3 separate regions of the Mus musculus genome follow, and all the other regions are linked to region 1. Evidence: chromatin contacts called from public Hi-C and HiChIP or PLAC-seq data. All regions are on one chromosome and are shown on one strand. The core of a region is the stretch at or near the end of the contact, and the rest is flanking DNA. Distances in the headings are between cores, read along the strand shown.

What was found. Hi-C and Micro-C count contacts between places; a contact is called where the count stands out from the background. HiChIP or PLAC-seq counts read pairs in DNA pulled down with a chosen protein or histone mark.
Region 2: a contact with region 1 is called in a Hi-C map of uterus, with 4 times the contacts expected there. The contact joins two enhancer-like sites. A contact is called at or near these places in 6 of 484 Hi-C or Micro-C datasets (adipose-derived mesenchymal stem cells and uterus).
Region 3: an HNF4G HiChIP or PLAC-seq map of pancreatic cancer cells shows a contact between it and region 1. The contact joins two enhancer-like sites. A contact is called at or near these places in 5 of 115 datasets of contacts at active chromatin or transcription factors (SST interneurons, astrocytes, pancreatic cancer cells and 2 more).

Annotation. Positions count from the first base shown.
Region 1 is chr8:116,115,325-116,119,319 of GRCm38.p6, reverse strand. No RefSeq gene overlaps it. Among named protein-coding and RNA genes, the nearest start is that of Gm31225, 73 kb to the left of the region's middle. Within about 2 kb of position 2,524, at least 61 of the 459 cell types and tissues checked have an H3K27ac peak or open chromatin away from gene starts, as enhancers often do. A contact at or near this core is called in pancreatic cancer cells and uterus, where this site is marked.
Region 2 is chr8:115,858,093-115,862,106 of GRCm38.p6, reverse strand. All of the region lies in intron 1 of Gm31037 (a long non-coding RNA gene), which reads right to left. Among named protein-coding and RNA genes, the nearest start is that of Gm31037, 3.8 kb to the right of the region's middle. Within about 2 kb of position 2,521, at least 5 of the 459 cell types and tissues checked have an H3K27ac peak or open chromatin away from gene starts, as enhancers often do. A contact at or near this core is called in uterus, where this site is marked.
Region 3 is chr8:115,754,734-115,758,649 of GRCm38.p6, reverse strand. No RefSeq gene overlaps it. Among named protein-coding and RNA genes, the nearest start is that of Gm51552, 37 kb to the right of the region's middle. Within about 2 kb of position 1,614, at least 32 of the 459 cell types and tissues checked have an H3K27ac peak or open chromatin away from gene starts, as enhancers often do. A contact at or near this core is called in pancreatic cancer cells, where this site is marked.

The DNA.
Region 1 (3,995 bases), core at 1,275-3,774:
AGTCCCTTCCTGAAGCCTACGTTGTTTGGGTGGGAAGCTGCACTGCCAGCTGGTTATCATTCCTAAGGATTTGTAGCCATCACTCTGCTCTGTAAAGGACTCCATTCAATACTTCCACATCAAAGGTGGTAAAGAAGCTGAGCTTGATACTGTGTGTCTTCAGTCCCAACATTCAGAAGGTGGAGGCAAGAGGATTGCTGCAAGTTGGAGAGTCAGCCCATCCCATCCCAGCAAGCCACAGAAATAGCTCTGTGAGAGTGTGAGTGTGCCTCAATTATGAAAGAGTGTTTATCTAGTAGACATAGATACTTAGGTTCAATGTTAATCATCCCATAAACTGAGCATGCTAACCCTAATAATAACATGCATGCATACATTCCTAGTACTTAGGGTGGTAGGAGTATGGGAAGGTTAAGGCCATCCTTGCCTATATATAAGTTTGAGGCTAACCTGGGCTACATGAGATCTTGTCCAAAAACCAGCCAGCCAACAGACAAATAAAATAAAACACATAGGTAAAACAAATTAAAAAAAAAAAAACCAAGTAATTAATCAAACACTAAAAGTACTAAAAGTTGTAACAATTAAAAAAAAAGTAAGAAAGAAAGAATTTTTTTTTAAAAAAAATCTTTTTATCTTTTGGGGCCGTGGTGATGGAATTTCCCAGTGTTCTGTCAAGGTTCATGGAAAAGATTTAAAAGGAGGAGGAAGTGAATGAGGCTGATCGGTGAGAGGGGAGAAGCTGGGTGGAAGCAGGCTGGGTTGGGGCAGAGTTTGAGGAAGAAATCATGACACATTCCAGTCCTCCTGTCTTCTTTCTGCTCTACTCCTAACACTCAATGTTAAATGTTTGCCAAAAGGAGGCTAGTCAGCAATGGTCCTACAGAATGGCATCCCTAAACTGATTCTTTTCTCTGGTGTATTTCTTGCACACCCTGTCAACTTGGCTTACTGTGCAGCTGCTGGACTTGGTTGGAGGAGCCATGGAACATGGCAAGTCTGGGCAAAAACACAGACCATAAGAACTACAGTCCTTTCCTCCTGCTGGGTTTCTAAACACTGGAGAGAAGAAGTTGCACGGAGAAATGAGTCCTGAGTCCTGGGAGAGATTTCCTAATCAGCAAGGGATGCTAAGATGATCCCTTCTCAGGGCGAAGGATCATGGGAGTCAAGATTAGTATTGAGCAGTGGTAAATGAGAGACCCAAGGGTGACTCAGACTTGGTTTCCATCCAGGTCTTTGCACTCCCCATCAGGAGAGCTATTTGAAATGACCACTCACTTTTTCCTTTCTGTCTCTGTCTCTCATTATCCTCTCTTTATTTTTATGCATGTATAAATATGTACACTTTTAAATCTAGCTTCTGTATAAAAGAGAAAGCATGGGTTCTTCTTGTTATGCGCTTTGACTTATTTCATTTAACCTGATGTTTCCAGTTGCATCCATTTTTATCCAAGTGTCAAATACACACACACACACACACACACACACACACACACACACACACACACACACACACAACACGTGTGTGTGTGTATACATATATGTGTATACATATATGTGTGTGTGTGTATATATATATATACATATACATACACACACACACACACACACACACACACACACACACACACAAGATTCCATTGAATAGAGGTATTGTCTCTTCTTTGTCCATTTGTCTGTTGATGGACATCTCCTAGGCTACACAGAAAGACTATGTAAATAAATAAAGATTCAGATAATTAAATAAATACATAAATAAAATTTCCAAAAGGTAAAAACAAATCAGTAAGTGAAGAAATAGCCTTGAGCTCATTTTAGACTTTCTTTTGAGGGAATGGAGGAATCACTCAAGGCTCATAAAGAAGAGGCTGCCATGGTCAGAAATGATTCTCTGCTAGAAATGAATTAGGAGGTATAGAGGGGAGCCTGACACAATGTTACAGTGATGAGCACTGAGCGTGTTATCAAGAAAAGATGGATAAAGGTGTTATTGACAGGGCTGAGGAGATGGTCCAGGGATAAACCACTTGTTGGTAAGCATAAGGACCTAGGTTGGGAGACCACATAAAGATGGATGTGATAGTGTGCGCTTGTAATTCCAGGTCTTTTGTGTTGGGATAGGAGGCAGAGGCAGGAGGATTTCTAGAAGCTGGTAGGCAATAGTGATGGTGAGCAAGAGAACCTGCCTCCAACAAGGCAAAGGCAAAAGCACTGACACCTGAGATGTTCCTCTGACCCCCCCCCCCCCACACACACACACACACACAGGCACTCGAGGAGAGAGGGGGGAGGGGAGATTAAAAGAGTGGATAGATAGGGAAAGAGAGGAGCAAATGAGGATGACTCTGTAATTGTCACGTGGATGGCGAGCCCTGGAAGGAGACAGGAGGCTCGCCAAGGACAGCCAAGCGTATTGTTAGGAATGAGGAACCTGAGAACACGAGGAGCAAACTACCATGGTGTGAGCCACTGAAGGAGCTGGATATCTAAGACTCGGGATGCTGGTTGTCAGGGAGACACTACCCATGATGTCACACTCTGGTGACTGCTGTTAATGAAGTGTAATTAGCAACGTGGACAGAACACATGGACAAAGAGACATGGGATACATTCCCTAAGCCTTTAGAAAGGGACTCATTCTCATGCTATCTGTATGCCAGAATTATTTCCTTTTCTTTTTTAATATTTTCTTCACTCTTTTTTTGTTTTATCCAGTTCTTTTACTTTGTGTGTGTTTTACCCCTTTAGGACAACAATCTCAAACTTACGGGGGGTTGGGAGGAACAAAAAGGAAGGGAAAAAGTAACTGTTTTTGTTTTTGTTCTCTCTCTCTCTCTCTCTCTCTCTCTCTCTCTCTGAATTTCCAGTCTAATCCAAGAGCAAATCTGGCATAAGGGAAATCATTTTGGAAAATAAAAGTCACCTACAATGGGGCTTAGAGGGGATCTGGGAAGAAGAGGCAAGGGAGGGGGGCAGGGTTTGGATGCAGTTTTAACTGCGGGGTGATCCAAAACAGTTACGTTTTGAAAAGCCTGACAAAACCAAGTGAGAAGGAGAACAGGCTTTTCAGCTCCTCTAACCCCGGACAGCTGGCCCCCTGCCAACGTCAATATTAGCCAAAGAAGCTTGGCCCCCATTCAGGCTGATCAAATGTGACTTAGGAGGATGCGCGGACCCAGGCTTAGAGGACGCACACGCGCTCCGTGAGTCAGGATAATAATTACAGGCTTTAATAAACGCAAACACGGTGATAACAGCTTTACATAGTCAGGGCTGCCGATGCCAAGACCCGACAGTCACCAATTTGGGATTTTAGCCATAACCAAGGAGCCCACTGGTACATTCCCTCCTCATCACGAGCCTCCCCTCTCTGCCAGTACTCCATAACCTAGCAACCCCAACCAGTCACTTGGCTTAGGTTCCATCAAGGATCCAGATTTGGCTCCCGATGCGCCCTACTGCCTGATCGTGGCTCACAATGTTCTTCTCTGCATGGCCTTCTTTTTAAACTCACTATGCAAATCCCAGTGTTGGGGTTCAGAGTTAGGAATGAGAGGGGCCTGCCTTCCTTCCCTCTGGCAGGTCTGAACTCTTAGTATTTTTAGAGACTATGTTCATGTTGCATACACGAACACACACACACACACACACACACACACACACACACACACACACAGACACACACACACACATACACACACAGACACACACACACATACACACACACACACATACACACACATACACACACACACACACACACACACACACACACACACACACACACACACACCTTGCCCCAACTCATTCAGAACTGCCTAAGATGTACAGTTGAATAGACAGACACGTCACTTAAAAGCCTGAGAGAATCCCTTATAGGCTTCCATTCCATAGCTGACTCTCTTATTCACTAGTTACCCAAAGGTGAGCCTGTTTCCATCTTCTGAGTCCACAATCCTCACTTATTAAAGAAGAGTCAGAATGTGGATTGC
Region 2 (4,014 bases), core at 1,272-3,771, 260 kb after region 1:
TTGCCCTACCATCCTGCCAATATTCTGAGCCTATGAGAAATTAGCATTAATCACCTAAATCTGAAACATTTTAATACTTAAAGCTTTCTGAACATTGACATGATGCTACAAGTGGAGAATAGGATGGCTTACAATCAAAAGACAGGCATATGAGAAACACTGCCCAAGGTTGCATCCAAGAGGGATGTGTCAAAGTTGTTTATGAAATATCAGTGAGTCTCATCTTGGTTCCTCTTCCCTGAGATGGTTTCTTATCCATAAGTGAGCACTTTGAAATCTGAGGAGAATCCAGAGTACTTCTGGTCTCAAGGGTTTCAGTTTAGTGGCATTCACCCTGTACCAAAGTTTCCATAAGTGTTTTCTGATTCAAGAAGAGAAGGCCTTGTCTACTAAGAGCCTGTTTCAAACTAAAGAGAGGGCAGCAGGTATGTGGGTGTTGTATGGCTACCTCACTGGGCTGATGTAAGGATTGCGTGAGCCCCTGGATTTGTACAAGGCTTGTAAATGTAAGGCCCAGACAAACACGCACATTGTCAGGTTCCTCTGTGCTATGTGTGCCAGTCAAGCAACCCAATATTTTTTTTAGGGTGATGTTGACACATGTCAAACACATTAACATTCCGATTGAAATGACTCATTGGTTCAGGAGTCACTGCAGAAGCCCAAGAGGGAATTTGAGGGAGAGGCAGTGTGAATTGTTAAGAAGATTGTGACCTGCAGGCTTCTCTCTGTCTCTGTCTCTGTCTCTGTCTCTGTCTCTGTCTCTGTCTCTTTCTCGGACCCCCTCTCTGAATTGTTGTTGTTATAGAGAGGATACTGCTGCTATATATTGTTATTTATACCACCATCATTGTTACACTAACTGTAAGTCTATCTGAGACCCCAAGCTAGAGACTGAGTAGGAGGATGCTCTCCTCTGTCTTGGCAGCCTCAGCCCACCCTTTCGTATTAGCATATGATAATTTCTGCAGCATCCTCCCTGGCTATGCTATCAGTTCCATTCTCCTAGGCTTTCTCGGGAACTCAGTCTACCCTCTTTAGGTTGATATTAAGATGACAATGCTAGAGGTTGGGGTCAGTTTTGAAAGATGGCCCCCTGCCCTTCAACGTCTTCTCCCCAAGATGGTTCCTTAATTCTAAGGAGAAACATTATCTCAGAAAAAAAATCAAGAGGGACAGCTCTAGAAGTTGAATACACAAGGTTGGCCTCAGAGCACCATACACATACATGTACATGTAGTTACACAGACACAGACACAGACACAGACACAGACACAGACACAGACAAAGACACACACACACACACACACACACACACACAGAGAGAGAGAGAGAGAGAGAGAGAGAGAGCACATGAATATCCACACATGAACACAATTCTCACAATTCTTCATGTACTTGATATGTGTTACTGAAGTTGGTTGTCCAGTTTAATTTGGGTTTTAGAAAGATGCATCTGTATTTGGGGTCCCAATAAAATAAATCCAGAATCTAACATTGACAGCTAAATCTGATCCTCTTTCTGGTGAGATCATCACAGAGCACTCTTGATGTGCACTCTTTCCTGTGGGTTGAAAAGCCTCTCTTTTCAGGATATGGTCTCAGTGAGTGCCTGAGTTCCATAGTCCTTGTCTATGGTTACCATTGGATTAAGCTATATTCTTTGCATCCAAGTCTAAGGTCAACTTCCCCTCTCTGTCATGAACACTATCCCAGGATGATAGACTACTGTCCTCCCCCATCTTTAACTTTTTTTTTTACACATCACTCCTAAGAAGGTTGTCAGAACGCTGTTATCTGCCACCGGATGATCGTCAGCGTCTGAGCCACTGCGTGTTCTTTTTGAAGATGATCAACTTATGGGTTTAGAGTAGAATTCGGTTTCTTTGATACTGTCTCCCCAAGGTCAGATCATCACTGGTCTGATCACCTACCTCTGGTTCAGACCTTTAAATAGGCACTTGTTCCTATTAACAAGGATAAAAGCGGTTCACAGGCTCAGCATCTCAGTGTCGCTGGATAGAAGCGAGAGTGCCAGTCCCTGCTTTCCTGGATGATTAACTACAGAAATGGCTGGGGCTCAGACAAAACCACTGTTGAAGTTCACAAATTTCTAGTACTCATATTCCACTTCATAGATTCTCTCAGCTCATTTGCCTAGGACCCATCTTGGTCTATAGATGCATATAAAGGGCCATGCTCAATGTTTTCCTCAGACAGGATGATAGCATTCTGTGCTCCAAAGCCATGAAAATTATTCCAAGATTTGATTTTTCTATATTCTTCAAGATCTACCAGCAATCCCTAAGCCTGAGCTTTATTCTTGATGTGTCTCACACTATTATTGTTTAAGTTCAGTGGCTTTGCCAACACATTGTGACCCCGCTCTATAATGACGCACTGTGGCCATATGCCCCATCTCCACAAGTCCTGGGCTTGCCGCCCATGCTGTCCCCACCCCTGACTCCCACTCTATGCACAAGGGCCTCAGAAGGCAGAACTTAATTCAGACCAGCTGCCTTTCTTCTGCTGCTCCAGATAAACATGGGCCTGAGCGCACTGTGCTAGCTCAGTTGGACCCATGAGAGAGGTAGTCGAATGGCAAATCCACCTCGCAAGCCTGTAACGTTCTCTCATGGGACACTTGATCTGCCTTTCCCGTCCAGATCTGCTGAGTATTTTAATGTTGTAGTTTGTCTTGTCTGTTTACAACATCGTCAGTATCTATGGCATCTCTCCCAATAAGAGGTCACGAGGACCTTCCCTTGAACTCCAGCTTCTGCTACTTTGGGGGTGACCATCAACTTCTTGGAAACTGCTGCTGCCCCCAACAGTTAATGTCATGTGCATTGTGAAGCTTAGCATTAAAGATTAAAAAAAAAAATAACCACACTTTGTGGTGATGTTTGGTGTTCTTTACACCATGTAATAGAAGAGAGATAGATAGGAATTTTGAAAAATAGATTTCTGGTTGACCACAAGTGGAGAGAGACCGCTGACAGAAACGTTGACCCTCTGAGTAGCTCTTCCAGGCTGTACGCGCTATTGTATGACTTCTTTCCTTCCCTGGGGTTGCTGGGAAGGTCTTTAGGCCTCAGTTCTTTCTGTGGCATTGTTCTACTTACTCCTCAGCTGAGCAGATGCCAGACATCTAGCCCCTGGTTCTGTCATGTATGGCTCCAGGCAGCTCTGAATGCTCACATCATTGTGTCTAGACAGGCAGCCAAAATAGCCTCAAATGAGCCTCCTTCCCTTTCTTCCTTTCTTTCTCCCCCCACCCCTTTCTTTTTCTTTTTCTTTTTCTTTTTCTTTTCCTTTTCCTTTTTCTTTTTCTTTTTTTTTCTTTTTCTTTTCCTTTCCTTTCCTTTTCTTTTTTCTTTTTGTTGTTGTTTTGGTTTTGGTTTTTCAAGTCACAGTTTCTCTGTGTAGCCCTGATGGTCCTGGAACTCACTCTGTAGACCAGGCTGGCCTCGAACTCAGAAATCCACCTGCCTCAGCCTCCCGAGTGCTGGGATTAAAGGCATGTGCCACCACTGCCAGGCTCTCCCCTTCTTTCTTTCTCCCTTTCTCTCTCTCTCTCTCTCTTTCTTTCTTTCTTTCTTTCTCTCTCTCTCTCTTTCTTTCTTTCTCTTTCCTCCATTTCTAGCCTCCGTTTCTCCCTTCCTTATTTCCCTCCCTTCTCTACTTTATCTCCTTATCCCCTCCTTTTCCTCCTTTTTTACTGTCTCCCTCATTTTCCTCTTCCTCCTTCCTCTTTTGTTCTCTCTTTCCTTTTACTTTTTCCTCACTTCCTCCCTCCATCCCTTCTTTCCTTTCTTTCTACTCCTCTTTTCTTCCTTCTTTCTCTCCTCTCTTCCTCTTTTCCTTTCTTCCTTCCTTCCCTACCTCCTTTCTTTCTTCTCTCTCTCTCTCCCCACCCCTTGTCCGTGTCTTGAATTCATCTGGGAATCTCTGTAGTAAATTGAATGCACCATCTTTGCTCACCTGGGCTCACAAATATTGATCCTCACCCAG
Region 3 (3,916 bases), core at 365-2,864, 360 kb after region 1:
GAAGGGTTTACTTGGGCTCCTGGTTCCACGGAAGTAAGAGTCCAACATGGCAGCAAGCAGCTGTCATAGGCTGGAGCAGGATGCTGAGAGCTCACATCAGGAGCCACAAACAGGAGCCACAAACAGGAAGCAGAGAGTAAACTGTTGGCAAAAATTTTTGAACTGTCAAGGCCACTTCCAGTGACACAAGAAGGCCATACAGCCAAAGCCTAAGCCTCCCCAAACAGTATAGTACCACAAACTGGGTGACCGTTCTCTCTCTCTCTCTCTCCCCCTCCCCCTCCCCCTCCCCTCCCCCTCCCTCTCCCCCTCCCTCTCCCTCTCCCTCTGCCTCTCCCTCTCCCTCTCCTTCTCCCTCTCCCTCTCCTTCTCCCTCTCAGACCTAAGTCACTTGATGTTTTGCCTATCCACTCACAAATGCTATAACTAGTATCAAAGTCCACTGTGGTTATTTGCTTAGAAAGCCCTGTTCCCTGTGAGACACTGGCCTCCTCTCCTGCAGGAACAGTGACTTATTAAAATCTGCATCTTAATTGAGAATGCTAAGAAATGCATGTCTTTTGAAAGAATAACATGAAAAAAATTAGAGGAATAGGCACAGAGGAGGACATGTTCTCCACCCATCTGCAGGTGACATTGCCCCCTAAACAATATTGTTCTGAAGTCCTTTGCAGTCAGTCAGCCGGGTGCTCAGCACCCCAATGAGGATAAAGCTCCTGGAATGTGGGTTTCAAAGAAGGCCAGATTAGTTATATTGACAATAGCTCTCCTCCACTTTCTCTCACTGGATAAATAGATTCAAAACTAGGGTGTTCCTAAGCAGGAAATGTCTGCTTCCAAGTCAAGCTATGTGCATTGAAGGTCTTAAACTTTACAAATGTCTGCTTTCTAGTTCCAAGTCCCCTTCTAAACTCTGGTTTGGAAGCTGAGGATCTGCTTGTATCTTTTCAACTTGGAAACAGAACCACACTTGTTGCATCCTGGCCCTTTGGCAAAGACAAGCTACAGACAAAGGACTCAGGCTCATCTCCAGGCCGTCTCCCACATGACCTCCTTTCTGCCACCTGAAACCTGGAAAGTAGAGTCAGGAAGCAATCAAAGGCAGGACCCCAACATCACCTCTGTTCCCCAGCTGAATCAGAAGCAGTCAGGCTGGGCAAACTCCCTTATTAAAAGTGGGCTCCCATTTGGACCTCCTCGCCCCTTTCAGTGAAAAAAAAAGTTAATCTCACCCTAACTCTGTTTTGTAAATACAAATACAAAGCCTGGCTCCAAAGTACCAGGGAGAACACATTTCCCAATAAGGAGGGAAATGGCATTTACAGGAAGGTCTGAAAGGCCCCTTCAGCAGCCTGCATTTTTGTAAGCCCTGTATGAAACCCGTATGTGGGCATGACTAATGGATCCACCTAATTAAATTTTTACAGCATTCCAGGGCTGGAGTGTCAAATGTTTGCTTCCAGCTTGTCTCCTTGTAACACTGTCAAGTAAGTCTTCCATCCCACCCCCTCCTACACACACCTTTTTTATTTTTTTTAAGGGATGTAAGCTGCATTCCAGTGCGGTATGAAACCAGAATTTGGCATTTAGCAAGATGGAATTTGAACCTTAAAAATACAGTTGACCTCATGACTCCTGTGGACTTTGGAGAAAGAGGGCTTGCGGAGGGTACTGTCTAAGATGCACTTCCCAAAGATCTCTCGCTCTTTGTCTTCCATAAAAAAAAGGTGGGGGCATGAAATTGGACCATGTGGAGATAGATGTTTAAGTTTGACATATGTCAATCAATCTTTGATGTTTTCGAAACTTGAAATTCTCCAGGTATGGTCCAAATATCATGAACATCAGGACTCCCTGGGGAGCTTGTGAAAATGCATGTTTCTGGAGTCTACGACAAATCATCTGAATCAGAATTTGGAAGCGGAGCCAGGTAGTCCAGAAGAATGAGTAACCACCCTGGTGGTTCCAGGGGACCCACAGAAGTTTGCTTCACCTGCATAAGAGACCTAGAAGAATCCATCACAGCGGGGAGTTCCCTGTCCCTTCCCCAAACCAGCCCACCCCTTCTACACAGTGTTATGAACACATATACACAAAAACAGGCAATGCATATGAATAAGGAACCCATCCTTATTTAGACATACTTGAGCCTAGACAACACACATATTTGGAAGTAAATCCTGCTTCCCACGTGTTCTAGTTCAAAGCATTATACCTCAGCTCTTGTTGGACCAAACTACCAACTCATCAAAGATTTCTCTTTCTAATTCATCATAGGGAAAAATCACTACCTATAAGCAACTCAGAAAGCCATCCTGCCCCCAGCCTCTATCCTAATGTGGTAATCTCCTCATGCCGTAACAGATGGTTGACTACAGTCAGAAATGTATGATGCAATTGTGTGAGTTCCTTGGCAGCCATTCCTCCTGGACCTGGTCTGAGGACAGATGAACCGCTGCCATACTGAGCCAAATAAACAGACTTGCAACCAATGGGACTTCAGAATTGGGAGTTCCCTACAGTGTCTTCAGGGAGCTGTTTGCTTTGAACACATTGCAGGACCTCACTGCACCCCAAACTCCTTTTCCATAAGCTGAAGGTCTCTGAAGATGAAACAAGTCTATGTGGGAATGGCCAAGGTCAAGGCACAGGATCAGCCAATAATAAGCAGCCGTGAACCAATGTCTATTCAACACATGGGAGAGTTCTCCCTCTGCATCCTGTCCCTTCCAGCTATGGGCTGGGAAATCATGTGTACTTTGCTTAACCCCTTGAAACATCATTCTCCTCACAGGTGTAGAAGGATCATTGCCACTGGAATCACAGACCTGTTGGGACAAATGTCATGTAGTGTAAGAACAGGGGACAGGATAATCCTGAAAAAAAGATGCGGCCCTCTCCTCCTCCATTTCTCTGAAAATATATCTTACAGCTTCTAATTTTGTGTTTTTAATGGAATTTTTGCATGTGTGAATATGTGTGTCTATGCATCTATATGATTTTCTAATGCTTTTTCCTCTGTTTCTATCTTTTGTCCTATTCCAATTTGGTTGGTTTTGTTTTCTCCACATTGTATTGTATTGTATTGTATTGTATTGTATTGTATTGTATTGTATTGTATTGAATTGTATTATTATTCCTTGGATGCCTGTTTTACATATACATATATATATATATATATATATACATATATATTCTCATATATTCATATATACACACACACACACACAATTAAGAAAAAAATCTGGGCATGAGTGCCTATAATACCATCATAGAAGGAATGAGACAGCCAAATCTAGGAATTCACTAAGCAGTCAGCACAGCCCAAAATACTGAACTTCGGGTCCAGTGAAAGAAAGACTATCTCAAGAGAATAAGGTAGAACATGGTAGAGTAAGACACCTGACCAACTCCCTTTGCCTTCACAGGCACACATACATATGTTTGCACCTGGACACACAAATCCATACACCAGAGAGAGGGGGCAGGGAAGCAGGAAGGAGAGGGAGGGGGAGAGGGAGGAGGAAAGGAGAGGGAGGCAGAGGGAGGGGGGATGGGAGTGGTGGGGGAGAGGGAGAGAGGAAAAAATGTCAGCCCCTTGAGGTTTACATGGGATTCCAAAGCTAATGCTTTCTTGGATGTCTAGCTAATTGTTACCATGAAGGAGGAGCAGGGCCTCCTAGGACCTCTGCCCTCTTTATCTTTCTCATTCCTGCACAGAAAGCCAGTACTGTCTCAGGAAGTGACCCCTAGCTTAACTGTTGGGTGGAAAACATGTTTGCCGATGGGATACCAAGGCTGATTGCGAAAGAGTGTCCTTAAAATATTCACAATTGCTCCAAAAGTTAAACATAGCATTACCCACATGGCCCAGCAATTCTATTTCTAGATATACACTCCTAAGAAATGAAAACAG